4 separate regions of the Mus musculus genome follow, and regions 2, 3 and 4 are each linked to region 1. A link is a contact called in public HiCAR-type and HiChIP or PLAC-seq data. All regions are on one chromosome and are shown on one strand. Each heading gives the region's core, a stretch centred on a gene start, on an enhancer-like site or on the middle of the called end of the contact. The rest is flanking DNA. Distances are from core to core; before and after follow the strand shown. Region 1 holds the start of Xylt1 (xylosyltransferase 1). Region 2 holds the start of Pik3c2a (phosphatidylinositol-4-phosphate 3-kinase catalytic subunit type 2 alpha). Region 3 overlaps Gm39074 (a long non-coding RNA gene). Region 4 holds the start of Nucb2 (nucleobindin 2).

Region 1 (2,821 bases), core at 317-2,816:
CAGATGCTGGGCAGTTCTCTGCAGGGAACTGGGATGATGGACAGAGAATCACATGGCATATCACACCAGCCCAAAGACAGACAGACACTCATTCCTACGCAGAGCAGAGACCCTGTACAGTAGTTACGGACTCAGATCTCCTGCCCTCCTAGCTCAGAGAAAGGTGAAACAGATACCCCAAAGAAGTTGGGGATAGAAGAGGAAGACAAGCCGGTGCCCCACCTAGCCAACCAGATGGTACTAATAGAACTGGAAGACAGTTTCAGAGACCTGACTATTCACATCCAAGAAGAGCAAAGCACACTGGGAGGTGTGGTGATAGCGTGGCCAGACAGACAGACAGTAAGTGCAACTGACCACCCATGTCAAGTCAGAGACAGCCAGCTGGAACTAAGGGGCAATACCTGGAGGTGAAGTCAGGGAGGGCAAGAAATGGCAAGGTTAGGGACTGAGGAAGGTGGGGACTGGGGAAGGTGGAGAGAGAAGTAGATTCCCAGAGGGGAAAACAGGACCCAAAGTCAGATCAGGCTTGCAAGACCCAGTGTTGATTTGGGCACCAGGGACATGGTGGAGGACTTAACACACTCATTCTCAGCCCACAGCAAACAGCTCAGACCAAAGAGGCTGCGTGGAGAACTACCCTTGAGCAGCGGCTGAGGATCCGGTCACGATCCGATGCACGTACTCGAGTGGAGAGTGAGGCATCAACGCCCCCACCCAGAGAGCAAGTAGGACGCCCAGAAAGAGTGATAGGAAACAGGACCCCCTAGAAAGCGAGTCTCTTCTGGAGCTCACTTTCCAGACCCCAAGGGGGCGGTCCTCAGACTCCGCACAGAGCAGCGCGGCTCAGTGCACGACCCTGCAGCTGCCCAGGGCAGCCAGGGCAGTCAGAGGCAGCCAGGGCGCAGAGTCCCTTCGGATATCGGGACTTGTGTGGCCAAGACCAATGTGAGGCATGGGTAGGGTCGCCCATCTGTCTCTCTGTCCGCGGGGCTCGAGATCCCCTTCCCAAAGGGCACCTTACCCTCGCCCGGGAGGCTAGTGCCCCGCGGCTGGCAGGCTGCTGTGCGCGGGCTCCTCCGGGGCCGCCTCCCCGTGCTCCTCCTCCGCCGGCTCGGCCTCCAGGTCCTCCGCGGGCTGCGGGCAGATGGGCAGCCAGGTCCCTGCGCTCCCGGCGCGGGGCCGCGGGCTGCTGCTGCTCGGCTGCTCCCGCCGCTGCCCCCGCGCGCCGCTGCTCTCCAGCCCCGGAGTCCAGGCTGCTGAAATTCCACACCACCAGCGTCTGCAGCAGCAGCACCATGAGCGCCGCCAGCAGCGCCGAGTGCGAGCGCCGCGCCAGCCTCCGGGCGCACGGCGCCGCCACCATCTTCCGCGGCGGCCCGGGGCGAGCGGGGTGCCGGGACACCCCGGTGCGCGCTCTATCCCGGGGGCTCCGCGCTCGGGCCCCGCCGACGTCGCCCGGGCTCGCCGCTGCTCCTCCTCCTGCTCCTCTCCTCCACCACCTCCTCCTCCCTTTCCTCCTCTGCCGCCGCCGCCGCCTCCTCCACCGCCGCGGCGCGGAGTTTTCAGACGGGCAGGGACCCGGACGTCACCAGGAGGAGGGGAAGGCGGGAGGCGGGCGCGGGGAGGCCGCGGAGGGGGCGCGGCGCGCGCGCGCGGGGACACGGCTCGGAAGGGAGCTGGCCCCTCGAGATTCCCTTTTCCCTGGGTCAGGGTCCCCAACCCAACCCCCAGGGTTCTAGGGCGGGCGTTAGGGGTACCAGGGCTGGGGAAGGGGCCACTAGGGACGCGGGCCCTGAGCAGAGGGCGGGGCCTGGAGGAGGAGCCGAGGGCAGCGTGGGGAGGAGAAGGTGAGGGAGGGGGTGGAGGCGAAGGAAGCAGACAGACACCCCCCAGAACAGGCGTGGGAACAAGGTACGGGTGCGAAAAGGCCGGTGCAAGGGGTAGAGAGACGGAAAGTGGAGGATAGAAGAGTCAACAGGGCAGCTCAGCTTGCAGAGGTCAGGAAAAGGGAAAGAAGGGTCCTGAGAGTCTGTGTTCCATGTGGCAGAAAACTGGAGGCGGAGTTGCAGGAGGCGCGGAGTTTTCCGTCCCGGCATCTTTGGCTGCACAGAGAGAAAACCTTGGCAGGTGGAGATGGGAGAAAACGTAGGAGTGTCACAGGTCCTGGCTCTTGTGCAGCCTGGGATTCCTGGATCACTGACTGAAACGATGGGGAGGAGGTTCTCAATGACTCGCCGAGGTTAATCAGCACAAGCACTGCGACTTCTGAGTCACCCCCCCCCCCTTCCAGGGCCAACCAAAGATTCAGGGCTCATTGACTCACTTCTCTGGTCCCCAAAGACTCACAATCCAACATCCTCCAAATCCAGTTGGCAAGTGAATGCTTTGGTGGCTAAAGAAGTTTTCCAACCCTCCCTGGCCACAAGCTGAAGTCTCCCTCCCAGCCACAGAGCCTCCCTCCCTTAACGCCCTTCTTACCATCCGCCCTCCTGATGTCTGACTTGCTGTGTGCACTAGATTCAGAGCTGGGTCAGCCCAGCCTTGCTTTATAAGGAGAAGCATTTTCCTGGACTGACTGGTGACCTTGAGCCACCAAGACTGTCCCCCTTGACCTTGTTCTGAGCTCTGTCAGTGAGAGTTTGGAAGGAATAATCTCTCTGAACTCAAACTTCATCCAGCTCTCTCTGACTCAGTCTTATAGACTTCCCCTTTTGATACATAGCATCTATTAATGTCTGCATGTGAATGGGACTGATGTCTACCTATGTCAGTGAGCTGGGGACTTACAGCGAATTCTTGGTCTTTTGTCTCCTGCCCT
Region 2 (2,700 bases), core at 101-2,600, 940 kb after region 1:
AGCCAGTCCTGAGAGAATTCCTTTTCCTCACCCTTTTAAATCTTGAGGAAGAGCTGCCAAGTGTATAAATTCCTCCTTTGATGAGAAGATAAAGCAGAACAATGCTGTAGAGCTGAGCAGATTCCTAAGGGACATTCTTCTGGGGTGTGTAAGCTTGCGTGGAGGTGGGGCTAGTAGACAGCTAGGGGCTGGGAGGGAGGGTGGTACAGCCAGAAGTTGCTCCTAGACTTCTCCCTAGAATAGCCTTTCCTTTTGCTTTCAGCTAGTGCTGGAGACTAAACCTACTTAGGTGCACTACCACTGAGCTAGGTTTGTTTGTTTGTTTTTGGAGACAGGTCCTGAACTGCTGAGCTTTAGAGTAATCTCCTGTCTTAGCTTCAGCTTGGACTACAGGAAGATGCCACATTCTCATATTCCCTTCCCTGCCCTCCTTCCCTGCCCCCTTCTCCCGCTTCCCCTTAAAGCAGAACTTCATCCAGCCTCTAGAAGTGCAAGCGTGTTTATTTAAACCAAAAGGATCAGAGGTCTCTCCTCCCTTACTAAAGGAAAGGGGGAAATGCTGGGAATACACTTCGAAATCCCAAAACCCAAGCAGACTCTGCCAGTTTACGTTGCCATTCCTCTCCTCCGACAGTTACCGACAGTCGTCTTTTGCAATCTGTAAAACGGGAATAATTCTCCCATCTGCTTCACAGTTTTGAATCAGACAACAGAGCGCTAAACTCTTTACAAGCCCAATTGCAGTCCGCGCTCACGAGAAAGGTATGATTACTATGGGGCCTGGGTGTGATGTCTGGCCGAGCGCTGTTATTACCGGGCTAACCTTGCCCACCTGGCCGCGGCGGGGCTGTCAGCAAACACCAAGGCGAGAACGCCGCACGCACGCATCCAGCCCTTTCCAGGGCCCACACGACGAGCTAATGCAAACTTCGAAGCACCTGAACGTCCGCGAGAGCTCGCCGACCGCTGGAGGGAATGAAAGATTTCGTCTTGACTGTTCTTTTCTGTCTTCCAAACCAAGCTAATCTCTGGGCGGCCTGGGGCCAAAACCTCAAACCAGGCAACCGCAAGCCAGAGATCAGAGGCGCGCGGTGCTGGGACAGGGCCCGGGAACAAAGGGCGCTTCGGAGCTCGAGGCCGGCCAGGAGGAGTCCCGGGGTAGCCTCCCCGAGAGGCCCCCGGCCGGCCGCGCCTAAGACACCCATTCCCCGGGGCAACCACACTCCATCCCGCAACCTCCCCGCTGCTGCCTTTCAGGCTCCGCCTGCGCCCCGCCCGCCATCTCAGGTAGGCCATCCGCGTCGGCCAATCGCAAGGCGCTCAAGTACGGGGGCGGTGCTTGCACCATCGGAAGTGACGTGCAGAGCTCGGCTGGCCGCGGAGTCAGTCGAAGCTCTCCTCAGCGGCCGGCTGAGCCAGCTGAGGCGGGAGAAAAACATGGCTCGGACCTTGGAGGGCGCGAAGGCTCGGGTTGCGGTGAAGACCAAGACTCCCGCAGCGTGAGGTGAGGGGCTGCCGGTGCGTGCGGAGCGGGACCTGGCTCTGCGCAGCCGCCGAGGGACTCAGAGGGGAGGGACCCGGCCGCCGTGCCCCTTGGTCACTCCATCCTCTCTGACTCCTTCCTCGGGGCCCCGTCCCCCACCCGACGGTCGCCAGCGCCCCGCGCCAGGCCCCTTTGTCGCGGGCCGCCGGACGCTGCTGTCCCTCGGGGGGCGGGGGAGGGGAAGCCACCCCACGGTCCCCCGGGACAGCGAGGGAGCCGCGGTGGCGGTCCCAGGCTCCTGTCCCGACTGTTCTGGAGAGTGGCTGTTGAACTTCTGCTATGGCCTCTTCCTTCTCCTCTCCCAGCTCGGTTTTTAGAGCCTCGGGTGGTTCTTTTTCTTCTGAGACCCTTCACCTCGTTACCTTAAAACAAAAATCCAGAAACTGCTTGCTTTGGGAACGCAATGATATTTGTGTATATTTAGTGCATCATCTTTCTGCTAGGGCATTAAAGTAAGAATATTTAACTCTTCCTGCGTGACTGAGGAACAAGGAATAATTGAAGAGGAGGGGAGTGTATACGGTAGTTCTTTCACCGTGTTGTCCTGATAGAAGGTGAAGTCCTAATTAGTATATTTTTATTTTAGCCAGTGGGTGTTTGAATTCAGTGACACGAAGGAAGCATCCCTGTTTGAACAAGATTACTTCTTAAAAAGTATCCCTAAATCTTTCCAGGTAGGTGTCAGGAAGAATACTGCCTTCGGGGCGGGGGGCGGGGGGGGGGGGAGATCACTGAATGTGGTACATCTCAAGCCAAGGACAGAAAATAAAAGGCTATTCTTAGGGGGTTGGTGAAGTAGTGTTCGGGAAGAGAGGCTGCGCAGAGGTCCTGGAACACTGGTTCCAGGGAAGACTTTGTACTCTTGCCTCCCTGATGGTTCTTTCTCCACGAGAAACTGTTAAGTAGCTCTGCTGTAATTGGAGTTGGTTATTCAAGGTTACAGACCACGCTGAAGTGCCTTGGTTGAAATTTTCAAGTTTTTGAAACTGCCTGCAAGTTTGGCATTCAGTGTTTTGAATACTGAAAAGCATTGTAACTGAGAGAGAGATATTTGTTAACTCAAACTTAGTTTCAAAGTGATTTTTAACATAGATACATAATAAATACAGCACCTCCACAGATTCCCATGGGTGCTGGCGGAATTCATATTGAAAGCA
Region 3 (2,700 bases), core at 54-2,553, 650 kb after region 1:
TTGAGGACACTTGGACCAGCAGGATAAAGAAGGAGATGAGGGAGATAAGGGAGATGAGGGAGAACAGGGTAGACATGACTAACAGTCATTATAAATATCTATGACACTGTCAAACAATAAAACCCATTTTAGTTACTACTACACCAGCTCAATACATACTTCTGCAATGAATGAATTGGTGACTCACCCTTTGGCTCCTCCTACATTGCTACTCGCCCCATTTGCAGATATGGAAATTGAGGCAATGCCCAGATCAGGAAACATCACAAACCTGCACAGCTAGGAGATGGCAGAGACAAGCTTCCAACCACCAAACAGTCTGACTCCAAAGCCTGTGTTCTCACTACTCTACTTGATTCTGTGTGGGAAGATGGGAGATTATGTCTTAATCAATTGTTTCCCAACTCCTGCTAATGAGAAGTGCCTGAGGAGCTGTGACAGGGAAAGGCTTTTATTAGCACACAGTTGTGAGCATGTCATACCAGGGATGTGTCTTCCACAGCAGACACTGCCACTTTGTCAATGATCAGAATAGAACAGAACATTAGGGAGCCATCATTCTGAGTCTCTCTGATGAAGCTGTCTCTCTGGGTTCCTCTCAATAGACAGGTAAGGTGTAAACAGTACAATGGGGGATACAGGCGGCCCTCGGTGGAAGATGGTTGGGAGGGGTAAACTTGATGGATCCTATGTTTGATACGTGTTGTCTGCTTTCACCCCATATCTTCTTACCAAAGCAACTATACAGCCAACATGTAAGCCACCTGCTATCCCTCTCATCTCTAATTCAAGCTCAAAATGCTAATCATGAAGGACTGTATTCTATTCTGTGAGTACTTATAACTGGGACTATGAAAAAAGGGGCCAATATGTCACACCATACCTTCTAATTGCTCCTGAACAAAACTGATTGAGGTAACTCTCCCTTCCTAGTCACAAAAAGTCCAAACATCCTTGGCTTCTGTGGTCTGGATAAAACTGTGTCCCTCAAAACATAACAGTTGAAATCTTCAAGGTGATAATGTTGGGATGTGGACCTCTGAGAGGTGATTGGGTCATAAGCAGGGGAGCCCTTATGATAAGTTGTACCTTCATAAAAGATACCCAATGTTATGATTTGTACATGAAAGGTTTCCCAAAGGCCCGTTCATTTGAGTACTTTGTCCCCAGCAAATGCTGCTGTTTGGGGAAGCGGTAGATTCTATGGCACAATGGCCTTCTAGCAGAAGATGGTCATAAACAATGGATCTAGAAGGTGATACCTGCTTCTGGATCCAACATGGTCTCATTGCTTTCTGATCCAGGAAGACAGAAGAACCAAGGCTGCAAGTTCCCATCGCTATGGATCCAGCTGCCGTGATTTCCCCATCATGATAGACTATGCCTTCCAGGATCATAACGCCAACTAAATCTCCCCTCTGTTCAGTTGAATCTGCTGAGTGTTTGGTCAGATCAGGAAGAAATGCACCCGGAAAGACCCTCATCCCTCCTGCCAAGTGACATCACAGAGAAAGGATGGCTGTCTATGCACCAGGAACCACAGTCAGACACTCAATCTGCCAGGTCTTTGATCTTTCTTCCAACCTCTATAACCATGAGGCACAAATTAGTTTGTAAGCCACACTGTTCGTGGTATTGTATTACAGCAATCCTGACAGACGAAACATCAGCCTGGTTCCACTTAAGAGGAAATAACCTGTTCATTACCTCACCATATGCATGGTACAGAAAACTTCCAAGCAGAAGAAAAAGCTTTAAAGAGGTGACCTGATGGCATGAAGCACTTTCAATTCTGTGACGGGCTGCAAAACTGGAAGAGAAAATTCAAGTTCAAAGGCAAAATACACACTACCTCTCCATCCATGGTTTTCATCAGTTTAAGCCTTTTTTTATTAAGACTGTCTTAATGTTCTCTGTCTACATGACACGTTCCATCTTTGAACATTAGCTAATTAATTGACTGAAATGGTGTCAGGGGAATATTTATCATTTATCCCATTAGCCAGAGAGTCAGGGAACTGCCCAAGAAAGCTGTCAAACAGAGTGTGTGTATGTGTGTGTCTGTGTGTGTGTGTGTGTGTCTGTGTGTGTGTGTGTGTGTGTGTGTGTGTCTGTGTGTGTGTGTGTGTGTGTGTGTGTGTGTGTGTGTGTCTGTGTGTGTGTGTGTGTGTGTGTGTGTGTGTGTGTGTGTGTGTAAATGAAAATGAGCAATAAGAAAAGAAAGCAGAGCAGATTTGACTTCCACCAACTGCTATAAAAATTTCCCTCTGGGAGACGTGGAATTTCAATTGCAAAATAATCAGTCTTGGAAATTGTCCTGTCCTCCAGGAGGAGAAAAAATAAGTAGTTTAACAGCAATTGCCCTTCAAAACAATTACTAATTATAATGTCTATAAAGAAAAATACCCTCGGTACCATTACCACTAATAAAGCCAAGCAAATCTATAAGAAGGAATTAGCTGGCATGTCTGAGATCTGACTGGAGAGCTCTTGGGGACTGAGCAGAGGGGTGTGCGCTCCAGCCGGCTCAGGCGCCTCCATCCAGAGCCTCAGAAGCTTAGCACCTGAGCCAACCACTCTCAGCAAACTGGGAAGACTCTCACAGGAAATAAGTCAGGGATGATCAAGAGATGAACCTGAGGTTTTGGTCTTGCCCTTCCTTCTCCTCCATCCCACTGCCGCTTTCTCTCTGATCATCTG
Region 4 (2,700 bases), core at 28-2,527, 880 kb after region 1:
TATAGAACCATAACACAGCTTATGTGAGGGAAAACTCCTGATACAATTTCTAAGATAAAATAATCTGAGCATTACTCAAGTCCAGTTTCTTAACAAAACCAGCCAGGGAAGACCTTAAGAAGCAATTTAAATAGCCAAAGGCTCCCTGGTCCAAATGCCTGGTAGAATACTATCACCTCTTGACAATTCTTTGGGACAATCATCTCAACATTTTAAGCTTTCCTGTAGGGAAATCCCAAAATTAACTGTAACTCACTATAACAAATATTTTCATTTAAGCCCCGTATCCTCCTGCCTCAGGCTCCCCTAACAGCTGATATTGTGTGAGTCACCACTTTCCTGCCTTTTGTCAAAATCAGGATGATTGGGGAGGGGGATAAAATGTATATTATTTATCCACAGTTTCTTAAATAAGAAACTTAGATGATAGCACTCGGCATTCAATTGTGTAAAAGGTACATTAACCCGTGTAAAAGGTATAAATTATCAGAACAAGGGTTCCTGTTCATTTTCATTCTCTTCCCCTCCACCCCTTTCTGATTTTGCAAAATAACTGTCTGGTAAGACTGCTGTCTGTATCAACCACAATAACCACACCAGCCCACGGAGGTAACATTCAGCAGGTGCAACAAGAAAGTAACATCTTTCTCTTCCCCCTAAATCAAAATGTATCCTCTTTCACCTAATTTGTCACTTTGGGGCAAACGATACTACAGCTGGCAGGAACTTTCTCCTTAGTGGCAGATGCTGGTTTCACATACCCCGGGGAAGAGCTGTGTTCCTGGGCCTAGCTTTGCTCCACAACTGGAGGGGGGCGGGGGGGCGCGGAGCATCAGCCGGGAATCGATAGGTCCAGAGACCTCACCAGTGGGCGAGCCCCTCGCCCACGTACCCCGCCCCAGTCTGGGTCCAGCACCTACTCTGCCTGCTCGTGCTACCCACCCGGAAGAAAAGCTCAAGCGCTCTGTAGCTAGAAGAGTGGTGGAGTGGACCCGACGCCTCCGGCTTCAGCTGGGAGACCCTCCCCAACCTTGCCCGCCCAGAACTCGGCCCTCCATGCCCACAACCATGGGCAGGGCAAGAACAGACCTGCGCCCTCTCTTCTGTGACCCGTCCAGCCTCCTCGAGGCTGGGATCTACACCCTGCTCCGCGCCACTGACCTTCTCTGCAGGGTCCCGGCGCGCGAGGCTAAGCCGACTGATGCCCGCCGCGAGCACACCAGTTTTCCCTGCCCACGGCCCTCCGCCTTGCTCTGATCCACAGCCTAATGCGTGCCCGCCTCCTGGTTGCCATGGTGACTGCCTCCTCCCCCCACAGCCGCTAATTGGTCCAGCTCCGGATCGCGGAGGACTCCTATTGGTGAACTGGTCCAGGGACGCGCCTACGCGAAGGCGCTTCTGGAAGAACTAGCCAAGAGGGACGTGGCGCTCTCCGAAGCGTGAGGAAGCCGCGCCTCTTCCTTCCCTTGCTGTCTTAGACTAGCTCTTAGTGCATGGCTTAGTAGGGTGAAGTGATGCCCGGGGATCCCCCACAAAATCTTAGGGTTTGCCAGGTTCTTGGTCTCTGGCATGAGCCTGCAGCGCCCACAGTGGTGGAGAAAAAAGTGGTAGCCCTCTTGTGAGTCTTGGAGAGCCTCTTTCCTGCAGGGACTCAGACTGGTATTTAACGTACCCCCACCCTCCTTATCGTGGTCCCTGAGTCCCTGTGACTTAATAGCATTTACCTCTCAGATACAGATTTTTCTTCTCTCTGCCCCGTGGAGTCAAGACATCTTCAACACATTTAACATTAACAACATTTTAACCGTGGGGCATTTTGTACGTGCTTGGAGGGTAGAAAAGCTTTAGAGCCTTGGAGCTGGTTTTGAAGCGTGAGTGCCAGTTACTCGCACCTGACTGATTTTTAGGGTGTTTTGTTTTGTTTTGTTTTGTTTTGTTTTGTTTTTCAACCCAAAGAAAAAGGTCCTAGGTTGTGTACTGACTGGCTGGTCTCCTTGCTGCAACGAAAAATACTAAGAAAAGCAGTTAAAGAAGGAAGAGGGGTTTGGTTTGGTTTGGTTTGGTTTGGTTTGGTTTGGTTTGGTTTGGTTTGGTTTTGGGGTTTTGCTTGTTTGTTTTGCTCACAGTTTAAGGGTGTGCTTCAGTACAGCAGTAGAAGAAGCTTGAGGCAGCTGGCACAAGGTATCAGGAAGCAGAGAGAGACACACGAATGCTGGCACTTAGCACTCTCGCTCGCTCGCTCTCTGTCTCATTCTCTCTATCTCTAGTTGGTTGAATCTACAAACGAAGAACCCACAGATCCAGGGGAGGGTAGACTGCAATGGAAACCACTGTTAGCAAGACACAACGTGGGTTAATGGCTGTGTGCACCATTAGAGATCAGACTTCTCTCTTGCAACACTCAACTTTTCTAACCCATCCTAAAGAAGGTATCAGAGCACTATGCTTCCATTTCCTTGTGTATAAAATGGGGTCAGTAACAGCCACACACACACACACACACACACACACACACACACACACACACTTACAGTCTATAAAAAAGAGTCAGTCACATTGTACTAACTCGGCCATTCTTGGGATGGTGACTAAACCAAAACCTCAGCCTCTAGATTTTAACTCTTATCCACACCTCTCGTCCACTTACTTTGAATAATATCCCAAAGCTAAGCTCCTTTTGTGTTTTAGAATGTTGTCCAT

Evidence for each region. HiCAR-type assays count read pairs that join an accessible place to other places. HiChIP or PLAC-seq counts read pairs in DNA pulled down with a chosen protein or histone mark.
Region 2: a contact with region 1 is called in a HiCAR-type map of astrocytes, with 3 times the contacts expected there. The contact joins the promoter of Pik3c2a here to the promoter of Xylt1 in region 1. A contact is called at or near these places in 1 of 39 promoter capture datasets (pre-B cells) and 1 of 115 datasets of contacts at active chromatin or transcription factors (astrocytes).
Region 3: a contact with region 1 is called in an H3K4me3 HiChIP or PLAC-seq map of neural tube, with 4 times the contacts expected there. The contact joins the enhancer-like site here to the promoter of Xylt1 in region 1. A contact is called at or near these places in 2 of 39 promoter capture datasets (hippocampal neurons and liver), 1 of 15 datasets of contacts at CTCF or cohesin (large pre-B cells), 2 of 484 Hi-C or Micro-C datasets (embryonic fibroblasts and nephron progenitors), 14 of 115 datasets of contacts at active chromatin or transcription factors (the 230-238 cell line, cardiomyocytes, craniofacial prominence and 10 more) and 2 of 9 other capture datasets (adipose tissue and pancreatic islet).
Region 4: a HiCAR-type map of astrocytes shows a contact between it and region 1, with 2.8 times the contacts expected there. The contact joins the promoter of Nucb2 here to the promoter of Xylt1 in region 1. A contact is called at or near these places in 2 of 39 promoter capture datasets (hippocampal neurons and pre-B cells), 1 of 484 Hi-C or Micro-C datasets (CD4 T cells) and 4 of 115 datasets of contacts at active chromatin or transcription factors (astrocytes, bone marrow-derived macrophages, embryonic stem cells and 1 more).

What each region holds. Positions count from the first base shown.
Region 1 is chr7:117,379,724-117,382,544 of GRCm38.p6, reverse strand. It overlaps Xylt1 (xylosyltransferase 1), which reads right to left and starts at 1,566. Exons shown (of 12, transcript NM_175645.3): 1 at 1,025-1,566. The coding sequence starts at 1,366.
Region 2 is chr7:116,442,108-116,444,807 of GRCm38.p6, reverse strand. Pik3c2a (phosphatidylinositol-4-phosphate 3-kinase catalytic subunit type 2 alpha) reads left to right here and starts at 1,350. Exons shown (of 33, transcript NM_011083.2): 1 at 1,350-1,504.
Region 3 is chr7:116,728,929-116,731,628 of GRCm38.p6, reverse strand. Gm39074 (a long non-coding RNA gene) reads right to left here. Exons shown (of 5, transcript XR_003946864.1): 4 at 1,708-1,810. Among named protein-coding and RNA genes, the nearest start is that of Gm39074, 13 kb to the right of the region's middle. Within about 2 kb of position 1,303, at least 7 of the 459 cell types and tissues checked have an H3K27ac peak or open chromatin away from gene starts, as enhancers often do. A contact at or near this core is called in craniofacial prominence and neural tube, where this site is marked.
Region 4 is chr7:116,502,946-116,505,645 of GRCm38.p6, reverse strand. Nucb2 (nucleobindin 2) reads right to left here and starts at 1,277. Exons shown (of 14, transcript NM_001130479.2): 1 at 1,162-1,277.